Linked DNA regions of Macaca mulatta: region 2 is linked to region 1. Evidence: chromatin contacts called from public Hi-C data. All regions are on one chromosome and are shown on one strand. The core of a region is the stretch at or near the end of the contact, and the rest is flanking DNA. Distances in the headings are between cores, read along the strand shown. Region 1 overlaps KIRREL3 (kirre like nephrin family adhesion molecule 3). Region 2 holds the start of KIRREL3 (kirre like nephrin family adhesion molecule 3).

What was found. Hi-C and Micro-C count contacts between places; a contact is called where the count stands out from the background.
Region 2: a contact with region 1 is called in a Hi-C map of fetal cortex germinal zone, with 2.8 times the contacts expected there. The contact joins the promoter of KIRREL3 here to the enhancer-like site in region 1. A contact is called at or near these places in 4 of 14 Hi-C or Micro-C datasets (blood, fetal cortex germinal zone, fetal cortical plate and 1 more).

The regions. Positions count from the first base shown.
Region 1 is chr14:127,118,229-127,123,213 of T2T-MMU8v2.0, reverse strand. The region is part of intron 1 of KIRREL3 (kirre like nephrin family adhesion molecule 3); the gene reads left to right. Among named protein-coding and RNA genes, the nearest start is that of MIR3167, 260 kb to the left of the region's middle. Within about 2 kb of position 2,638, at least 4 of the 40 cell types and tissues checked have an H3K27ac peak or open chromatin away from gene starts, as enhancers often do. A contact at or near this core is called in fetal cortex germinal zone and fetal cortical plate, where this site is marked.
Region 2 is chr14:127,395,714-127,400,698 of T2T-MMU8v2.0, reverse strand. It overlaps KIRREL3 (kirre like nephrin family adhesion molecule 3), which reads left to right and starts at 3,018. Exons shown (of 16, transcript XM_015116085.3): 1 at 3,018-3,333. The coding sequence starts at 3,279. It also overlaps the pseudogene LOC100425236.

The sequences.
Region 1 (4,985 bases), core at 1,389-3,888:
AATTAATTCTGCATCTATTATTATGTAATCATGGTCTAGGTACTAGGAATATAAAAGAATGACACAGTCATTACTCTCAAAAATCTTACAGTATAGAAGAGTAGAAAATGTTATGTTTGCTGAAGTTGAGATCCACTAAGGCCTTTATTTTAAAAGCGTAGAGGAGAAGGGTTTAGGAAATGCTTTCTTGCCTACTAAGGGAGGTGTGAGGTAAATGTTGGCACCAGCTGCTTAATGATGCCACAGAGCATGTGTGTCTGGAGGCCGAGGAGAGTTGATTTTTTTTAATTGTTACCTCTTTATGCTAGAGTGAAATGAAACAGAGCCTGTCCCCTCCCTTCTTTGCCTATTTCTAGCTTCCTCTCCACAGCTCCCACTAATGCTGTGTTCTCTGGCTCAGCACTGTTCCCTTTGCCTTTCATTCTACTCCACAAACATAGCTTAGCCCCTACTAAATGTGTGTCTGTCTCTGCTAGGAGGGCTGTGAAGGTTTCAGTGGGGGAAATCCAGCTCCGTATGCTAAGAACCTGCAATGTGCCAGGCTGCAGGCTCTGTGATATATGCCTGGGACAGAGACAAACCACAGTCCCCACCCACTTAATCTCAGTCAAGTGGAGAGTCCAACATGTGTCAAATACCTCAATACCGACCGTACACTATGTGCAGCCACAGAAGACTGTAAGAGGAATAGATGAAGAAAGGTCAGTTCCATCGTGGGAGACAAAGGATGGTTTCAAGATAGAGGTGACACTCGAAGCTTACCATCTAGTAAGAGAAATGAGATTTTGTGCAGAAATCCCCATGATGCAAAGGAGTGCTTCCTGAAAAGTGATATTTGAGCTAGACCATGCCAATGAATAAAATTTTCAACATTCATTCGTTCATCCAACAGATATATACTGAGTAGTTAATGTTTTCCCAGATAAGGGGAATGCAGTAATTTAGAAGAGAGACAAACATCCTTGCCCACACGGAGCTTACATTCTAGTGGAGAAGACATAAAGTACATGACATACATGAGTTAGAGCATGGCTCAGCACATTTTTCCTGGAAAAGCCTAATCACTAGTAAGTGAATATTCTAGTCTTTATAGATCTTGTGATCTCTTTAGCAACTACTCAGTTTTGCCATTGTGGCATGAAAGCAGTCATAGACAATACATACATGAATAAGCATGTCTGTGTTCTCATAAAACTTTATTTACAAAAACAGGGAGTGGACTGAATTTGGCCCCAAGGGTCATCGTTTGCCAACCCCCGATACAGTGTAAGGTAGATAGTCCGAAGAGCTAAACAGAAAACATAAATCAGGAATAAATAAATACATACAAGAAATGTTGGAGAAAGGGCTTCAAATTTCAGTAGGGAAAAAAAATCCCCAAAAGGTGAACGAGACTTCCTGTAGGAAGTGAGGGAGTGAACCATGCAGATGGCCAGGAGAAGAGCCTTTTGGGCAGAGGGAACAGCTAGTCCAGACCCCAGGGAGTGGAATGAGTCTGCCAAGTTCAAGTGTCAGCTGAGGGCTGATGACTGGAAACTGGATGTTTTCAGGCAGATAGACTGGGATGGAGGAGAGAAGTGACAGCAGGTGCTTGAGGAACAGTTTGGCAGGAGCATGAGGTGTATATGGTAGAGTTATAGACAGAAGACAAGGCTGGAAGTGGAAACCATGACATATCATTGGGAGCCTTGACTGCCATGCTAAGGGGTCCTGACATTGTTCATAGGGAAGGACTTCCCTGAGAACCCTTCTCTTCTGACCAGAGCACTCACAAATGGTTCCAGAACACAAACAGGCTTTTGGACTGTGAGTCACCATCCTGGTATCAGCCACATGGAGCTGTCCTACATCAGGGACTGTGCTGGTGACCCAGGTGGCTCTGCACAGGTGTGAAGCTGCAGCTATCCCTCCAAAGCACCCTGTTACCATCCTTCCTTCAGTATCAGGGCCTCCTTGCCAGATCCTAGGGGAGAGTGCAGTTATGGGGACTCAAGCTCTTCCCCTGACTTCTCTCAGCAAATCCAAAATAAAGCCTTGGCCTTCAGTCTCTGTCTTCTTGAGCAGGCTTCTTTGCTATTGCCAGAGAAGCACCTACTCTGTGCCATGCACCGTGTTAGATGTCTTGCGTGTGTTATCTTATTTATTCCACGTGATTTTTTTTTTTTTTGAGACGGAGTTTTACTCTTGTTGCTCAGGCTAGAGTGCAATGGCGCATCTTGGCTCACCGCAACCTCTACCTCCTGGGTTCAAGCAATTCTCCTGCCTCAGCCTCCCAAGTAGCTGGGATTATAGGCATATGCCACCATACCCACCTAATTTTGTATTTTTAGTAGAGACAGGGCTTCTCCATGTTGGTCAAGCTGGTCTCAAACTCCCGACCTCAGATGATCTACCCGCCTCGGCCTCTCAAAGTGCTGGGACTACAGGCATGAGACACCACACCTGGCCTCATGATTCTTTAAGGAAGGTGCTGTCTTGTGGAAACTGAGGCTAAGCACAATCAGTGTCTTCCCCACAGTCAAACCAAATGAGAGCCAGAATTTGAGACTAAGTCAATCTAGTCTCAAAGTTCTTTCCAAATCGCCATGTTGTTTCTCATTCAATCTGTCTCAGAAAGCACTTTGGCTCCCAGCCAAAATTGTTCTCATTTCAGGGCTCCCTCCCTTGCCAGCTCGGCTGGTGCCCACTTAGCTTCTTCCCTAGGAATCCCAGTTTCTCTCTCTCCCCTCTCTCAAGCACATGAAATAGACCTTTCTCCCAGACTGTTCCCTGCCCCCACCCTTTAACATATGACTCCAGATCTTCCTGCTCTCCTCTGCCCTTTACTGGACGCTCTTCTCCTCCAGGTCCCCTCACTATCTTCCCCCACCTTCTTCCAGGCATCCTCTTCAATGCCAGCCCTACAGCATCACCTGCGTGTCCCCTGGCCCAGCCACAAGCCAATTCCTTTCTCTCTCATGAGGGTGATCATAACTGGTTTTCCCAGGACAGTCTTGGCCTGTGCCTGTGGCCCTAACATAACTATTATAACTCTCATTCACTCTCAAGAGTGTCTGTGTCTGGGTGCTGAATATCTTCACCTACACTGGGCATGGGAGTGAACACTAATTTAAACCCTCAGATCTAAGTTGAAAATAATTTTGTTTTTTGCAATTTTTCACCCACCTAATATTTTTACTTCCTTAGATGCACCCTGCAATGTAACATATTTCCTCCAGGCCTGATTTTTAACTAGAGTGGTAAAATCCTTCTTTGAGGGATTTGGGATTTCACTGACATTTAGAACTTCATATCTCCAGGGAATCAGGCAGATACAGCCCCACCATGCAAACACAAAACCTCCTGCATGCAAACACTACCATGAGGGCTGGTGGGACAGGCAAGGACGGCAGAGTCTCACCAGGTCCAAATCCATCCCCTCAGCAAATATTTATTTGGCACCTACTATTCTGAGCACTGGAAAGACATAGTGGACAAGACAGATTAAGCCCCTGCCCTCAAAGAGCTTACATTCAAGTGGGAGCTCAGGCAATTTACAAATAAATATATGCTATGTCAGGCAATAAGTTCAATGAAGAAACATAAGACAAAGTCAAGAGGCAGGAAAAATAGTAAGGACCAAGAAGCTGAAGAGGAGCCTGCAGATTGGCTTGAGAAGTGGCAAGGAGGTTAGTTCAGCAAAAGCAGATGAGTCAAAGGGGAATGGGTAGGAGCTGAAATCGGAGAGGCAGAGACACCAGACCCTGACCCTAAGCCATCGAAAGTTTGGAGAGAGGAGCGATTGGATTCAACTGACATTGCTACATTGAATAAGGATGGCTCCTCTGGCCACTGGGTTGAGAAGAGGCTGAAGCAGGGAAGAAGCAGGGTGTCTCTCAGGAGCCTCATCAGATGCAAGGTGATGCTGTCTTGGACCAGGGTGGGGGCAGCAGAGATTGTAAGAAGTGGTCATTTTCTGGATAAAAGATTGAATGAGAAGCATGAAGGAAAGGCATCAGGGATGACTTCTAATGTTGTGGCCTTGGAAGCCACAAAAGGAAGCATAAGTTGCCATTGGCTGAGATAGGGATGATTTTGACAAGGTCTGGAGGGAGGGGCTGTGTGGCAAAGGCAGGAGTTGGCTGTGGATGAGTTACATTTTAGAAACCTAGGAGACGTTCAAATGGAAATGCCCAGCAAGGAGGTAGACTTCAGCATGCAGGTGGAACAAAAGCCATGAGACTAAGTAAGATCACCCAGGGAGTGAATGTAGACAGCCTGGAGAAGCCCTGAGGTCCTCCAACATTTGGGAATAATAGAGATAGGGAGGAACTAACAAAGGAGATGGAGAAGGCATAGCTGTAAGAGTAGACCCATAAGAGATTGCTTTCCCAGAGGCTAAAAGAAGAAGGTGTTCTAACATAAGAGCTGGCCATTTGTGTCAATAAGGAGTTGACCATTGGATTTGTCAACATGGAGTCATTGGTAATTTAGGAAGAAGCCGTTTCAGTGGCTTACTTTTAGATTTGAGACAAAACCAGAATAAGTGGGTTACCGAGCATCAGAATGAAGGGAAATGCGTTCGTCTAGATGGAGACAGTGAGAGACAGCTCTTTTGAGTTCTGTAAAAGAGAACACAGCAAAGGAGCTATAGCAGGAGGAAAACAAACATTGAGAAAGCTTTCTCCATTAAAAAAAAAGTTAGAGATATTACAGCATATTTTTAAGAAGATGATTAAATAAAGGGGGAATGATGACTCTGGAGGGAAAGGAGACAAACGTTTGGATCAATGCCCTTGAGTGGGAGAAGCGGGCTGGGATTCAGCATCAGAGAGGAGGGCTTGGCTTCCTGGGGCAGAAAGACTCAGTGAGGCCCCCTGGTATCATATCAATGGGGCTCCTGGCCGGGGCGGTGTGACCCTAATCCTTAGCAGCTCTGCCCATGGCTTCCCTGCCCCTGGTGAACTTGGCAAATCACTTATTGTCTAATTCTCAGGTTCCTCATC
Region 2 (4,985 bases), core at 1,769-4,268, 280 kb before region 1:
ACTGGAGGCTTGGGGAGGGGGCTGGGGACCGATGGATTCGGCCTCCGGGCTCCACGCCTGGTGAAGAAACGCTGGAGAGGATGCCACCTGCTGGCATCCCACCGGCTTGCACGGTGGGCTCAAGAGACCTGGAGCCAGCCTGGATGTGCAGAAAACCGGAATTCGGGCGGTTTTCCAAGTTGCTGGCTTTCGGCTGTCTCTTTAGGGCTGCCGCCTCCACCGACTGTCCCCAGAGACCCCGTCCCCCGCGCGCCGCCCCACAGACGCGAAGGCTTCCAGCAGGGGCGGCGGTCTCTCTCCTTTCCCCTCTTGCAGCGCACTCCGAGGTCTAGGGACTCTCCGCGCTTCTCCATCAGGTGGAGCCGTCGGCTCCTCGCCGTCTCCCTCCTCCTCCCTCCTCGGGAGCGAACCGCGCGCAGGCAGCCTTGCAGCGCCAGGAGGCTAACCGAGCCCCCGGAGGAGGTGAGGCCGCGGGCAGCCGGGCGGAGATGGCGGGGCCGCCGTCGGGGCTGGCGCCAGAGCCCGACCGGCTGTGGGTCCTGCAGGTACTGCTCGCGTTCTCTGCCCCACGTGGTGGCTGCCTAAGATTGCCGTGGGTTTTCCGGCACTCAGGCTTGAGATGCCTCCTGGTCCTTTTAGAGGCGGGCAGCTCATCACTTAATCCAAGCTTTTTTTTTTTTTTTTCTTTCTGCCGGAGACCGGAGGTTACAGGGAGGGAGCAGAGGGGAGTGGAGAGGGGAACAGGCCCAGCTGGCTGGGCGGTGGGGGTGAGGGGGGTACCTGGAGCCAGTAAGGGGGCCATGAGGCCAGTGTTGGGGACCAACGGGAGAGCGAAACAAGATCCTTCCAACCCGGATCTCCCAGGCCCCCCTCTTCTTTCCAAGAGTGAGTGCGAGTGTGGAGTGCGCACGCCTGTACGTGTGCCTGATTATTGCGTATTGCACACTTCACTAGCCTTGTGACCCTGGTTTTGTAACAGTTCCCTCTGGGGCCGAATTAAGCAAATCTGGTCCCTGGGCCATTGAGGAATTAGCACTCAAAATTAAACAACAGCTTAAAGGATAAATCTTTAGTTAAAACATCAAATGTTGCTAAATTTGATGAAGAATCTGCATTCTAATATGTATCTTATTCACTGCAAGAATGGCACGCAGACACCTGAAATTTCTCCCCAACAACCCCACAGGCTTAATGGAAACCTAGTACTAAGGTGACGGCGCTATACATAGTTATGTTCAGTCTTAATGTGTTATTTGGCATATGTTCTTGAAAATTATTCCTCATCTCCTGTGTGTGTTTCTGATTTGCCTCTTCCATTTATTGCATGATCTCTTATACCAGGCTAATGGACTCAGGCGGAGCCGACACTGCTTCAGTAACTTGTTTGTTAATTTAGCTAATGGGTTGCCTCTTCTGTGTCCTCTTAGCTTCTGTTGCTCAGCATTTCTTTTTCTCCCCCCCCCCAAAGTTTGCTTACAAATTTCCCTTTGATATGTTTAACAACCTCTAAGCGATGCAGTTAAATAAACTATTAAGTTAAGAATAGAAAAGTCAACAAAGCAGACACCTACCAATTTGTAGATCTTTGGTGTCAACTACCAGGTATCAGCTCCTACTAGCACACTTCTATATGCCTCTGCTTCTTTCTTTCTTGTTCACAAATACCAAGGGATAATTTCTTAAAGTTAACATTCGCATGGAAACTTGGAGTTGGAATGTGCCTGGTAGTCAGCAGAGTCCTCAGAAGGTGTGCTACTGAAGGAGGAAAGGCTCAGAGTTTCCAGAAGACCTCCCCAAGGTCCAGGGACTGAAGAAAGCAATGATTGATTTTAGAATTGAACGCTAAATGGCACATGTCAGGGGAGCCTCTTTCATTTCCTCTCCTCTCTCTTCGCCTCTCTTTCTCACACTGCATAACATTGAATATTTTTCTGTGTTGCTTTGCTACGTCCTTAGAGTTTGTATCTTCTGTGTATGCTCTGCTTGCACACTAGATTATGAGCTTCTGAAGGCATGGTCTGTGCCTATTATTTTACTTCCCTCCATGGCCTGTTTATACCAAGCATGCCTAAATGTCTATTAAGTAAATAGACCCAGATAAATTCATGTTGGTATCCTGGAGGAAATCGAGTTTGATTTGAGAGTGGAGTGTGAATTTCATGACAGGTAAAAGACTTGAAGATCCTTAGGAAGCGGTTGCCTATGACCTTGGCCTCTCCTTCGCAATTGGACTCACAGCACCTCTTGGAGAAAACACAGGCTCAGAGTGATGGAGCGCTCATTAGAGAGGCTCTGAATGCAAAGACAGGCTGCTCTCCTGTCCTCGTTAGGAAATGCACAAACCAGGATAATAATAATAAATGGGTGTGTGTCACAAACCTACTTGCCTTTCCTTTAGTTCCTGCATTTTGTCTTCCAGGAGCAGTGCAAAGCAAACTAAGATCCAAATGTTCAGGTTTTATTACCTACCTCCCCCCCTCCACCCACCCACCCACAGGAAACTCTCAGAAATGCAAAGCATGCTTATCTCTCCTCCAACTCTGAGCCTCCCGCTGCACACATTGGCCAAGTCCTTCCTAGGGAAAGATGCACACCCCCCCTTCCTAGTTCCCTTTCAGCCCAGTTTCCAGTTCCTGTGCAAAGGCAGGGCATGCATGTTTTTGTGCACATGCATGCATATACCCATCCTTAATTTCACTGTTAAACAGGACGCCGTGTGGACAAAAAGTCACAGCTCCGCTCCAAGCTCAAGATGCCTTTTGGTCAATAATGACGACAAAAGCTGAATTTTTCCCTATTTAGGGAAAAGAAAGAACACAGCCTTTTCCCCCACTGTCCGTTTTGCATAGATCTCTTTTTTTCCGACTGTTTCCTCTTTAATTATGACCTGTCTCCCCTCCCTCTCCCCTCGCCTCAGCTTCAGTGAAAGGAGTCCTTCTGTCACTCGTCACTAGCTCGCTCGCTCACTGTGGGAGGAGCCCGCCTGAGGAAGCCGTGTGCCTGGGATGCCAAGAGCCAGAGAATGGATCTGCTCCGAGTGGGGACATTGCTGACAATCCCGGCTTCCCGAGGCGGCTGAAAACAGGCAGTTTGTGTCTGCTGGCTGTAGATACCCAGAGGCACAGAGACCGAAGCCACCCGGAGGGACCCACGGACGGACAGATGGTAGGCGCGAACCCGAGAGGACCGGCGGAGGCTGAGCACCGAGAGCCGCCAAGGAAGAGAAACTAACTGCATACCCAAGTTACCCCGCCGGCTTTCCTTCGCTGCGCTAAGGAATGAAACCTTTCCAGCTCGACCTGCTCTTCATCTGCTTCTTCCTTTTCAGTCAAGGTAGGACCCCTGCGCTGCTGGAGTTGGAAGAAAGTCGGCTGGGTTGTCAGGGCGCGGGAGGCTGTGGGCAGGAATGTGGGCAGGCTTCGGGAACTCGGACTGATGGATGCGTCTCTCGGTGCCGGGCTGAGATGCCCTGGCATTGCCTCTTTGCCTTTGCAAATGCAACAAAATGGTACTGTTTATTTTCCTTTGGAAAGAAGGGGTATGGGAGGGGAGGGGAATGACTTTCTCCTTTCACTTGTCAATATCCAGCTCAAACTCTCCAATGCAAATGAGTTCTTTATGCTTCTGGTATGTTAATTAGGTAGTATCTCTGTGGTTATGCCACTCTGAACTTCTGGGCACCTCCTCTCCTTCAGACCCAGGCCAGGGAAGGAGATGGCAGGGAGGGGGAGCTTGGTTTAGGTGAATATTTCAGCTTGAATAGGGTCTGACTTGCACAAGTGTATTCGAAAGCGAATGTGTGTGGTTTGCACTGTTGAAAAGGGGGTTGCAATTACAGAATGCATTGTGGGGGGTAACTTGCAGTGGTTGGGAAAAGCTTGTAAAGAGTTTCATTGAACGTCAATGAGTTCTCTAAATTAGGTTGAATTCTGAATCCTACACAGCACTGAATTCAGGGTATAAAATGAAATTTCGCCCGTGGTGCTGATTGTTTCCTTTCTGCAGCCTAGCAGGGGCAGAGAAGCAGGTGGACTCTCCAGAAAGAACTTTGCCACCTCTAGGCTTCTTGCCACTGGGAGCCCTGGGGCTGGTAGTGGTGCAGGAAGGAGAGGGAAATTCGGGAGAGGGAATGTGAGTGCCTGTTTAGAGAAAGGCATCAAAAGTCACCTGTGGAATTGAGTTTGAAGGGGCAAGTACATGCGTTCCTTCCCACTCTTTTGGAATGCCAATGCACCTCTGCCATCTGAGGCTGCATTTATGCCAGCCAACACAGCTCTAGAGTCTAGAGGTGCAAGACTCTCAGAAAAAAATCCACAACAGAGCACGTCCATCTGTTGATTAAATGAAGGGTAAAAGTTTTCGAGAAAGCAAAGCACCTCCAAGGGTGGCTGGCTTTGCAAGCAAACAGCATGTCTTCTGTTTCTCCCCTGTCGGGGAGAAGCCAAATGTAAGCAAAAACCTGGCTTCCTTCTTCTGTTCTCCCACCAGTACTTGTGGTCACTGCAGATTTTCTCCTTATCTGTGCAATTCAAACTTTGCTTCTGGCCCTCCTCATGAAACCAAAGGGGCCCCTTCTTCGTATTTGTATGTGCATACTAATGCCTGTGTATAATGATAATAATGTATGTACACATACACACACACTCTCATATATTCATATGGTTGTGTGCTTCTCACCAGGGCTCCCTACAGCAGCAGGAAGATAAATTGCCTTCCCCAGAGTTTCAGGCTGAATGAATAAGAACTATCTCAGAACACTGGTATAAAGACAGGTTCAGTTATATCACCATTTTGTAAGATTACCCTCTTTCTTGCATGTGTGTGTGCTTGCTTATGAGCACACATACACACACACACACACTCACTCACTCCCATTCTTTGCTTCTTACTAGTTCACTCAGGAAGTTTCAATATAGAACCCCTGAGAGAAGGAGGGAATCTTCCAACCAACCCCCCATAAACACACAAACTCACATTTGCATGGG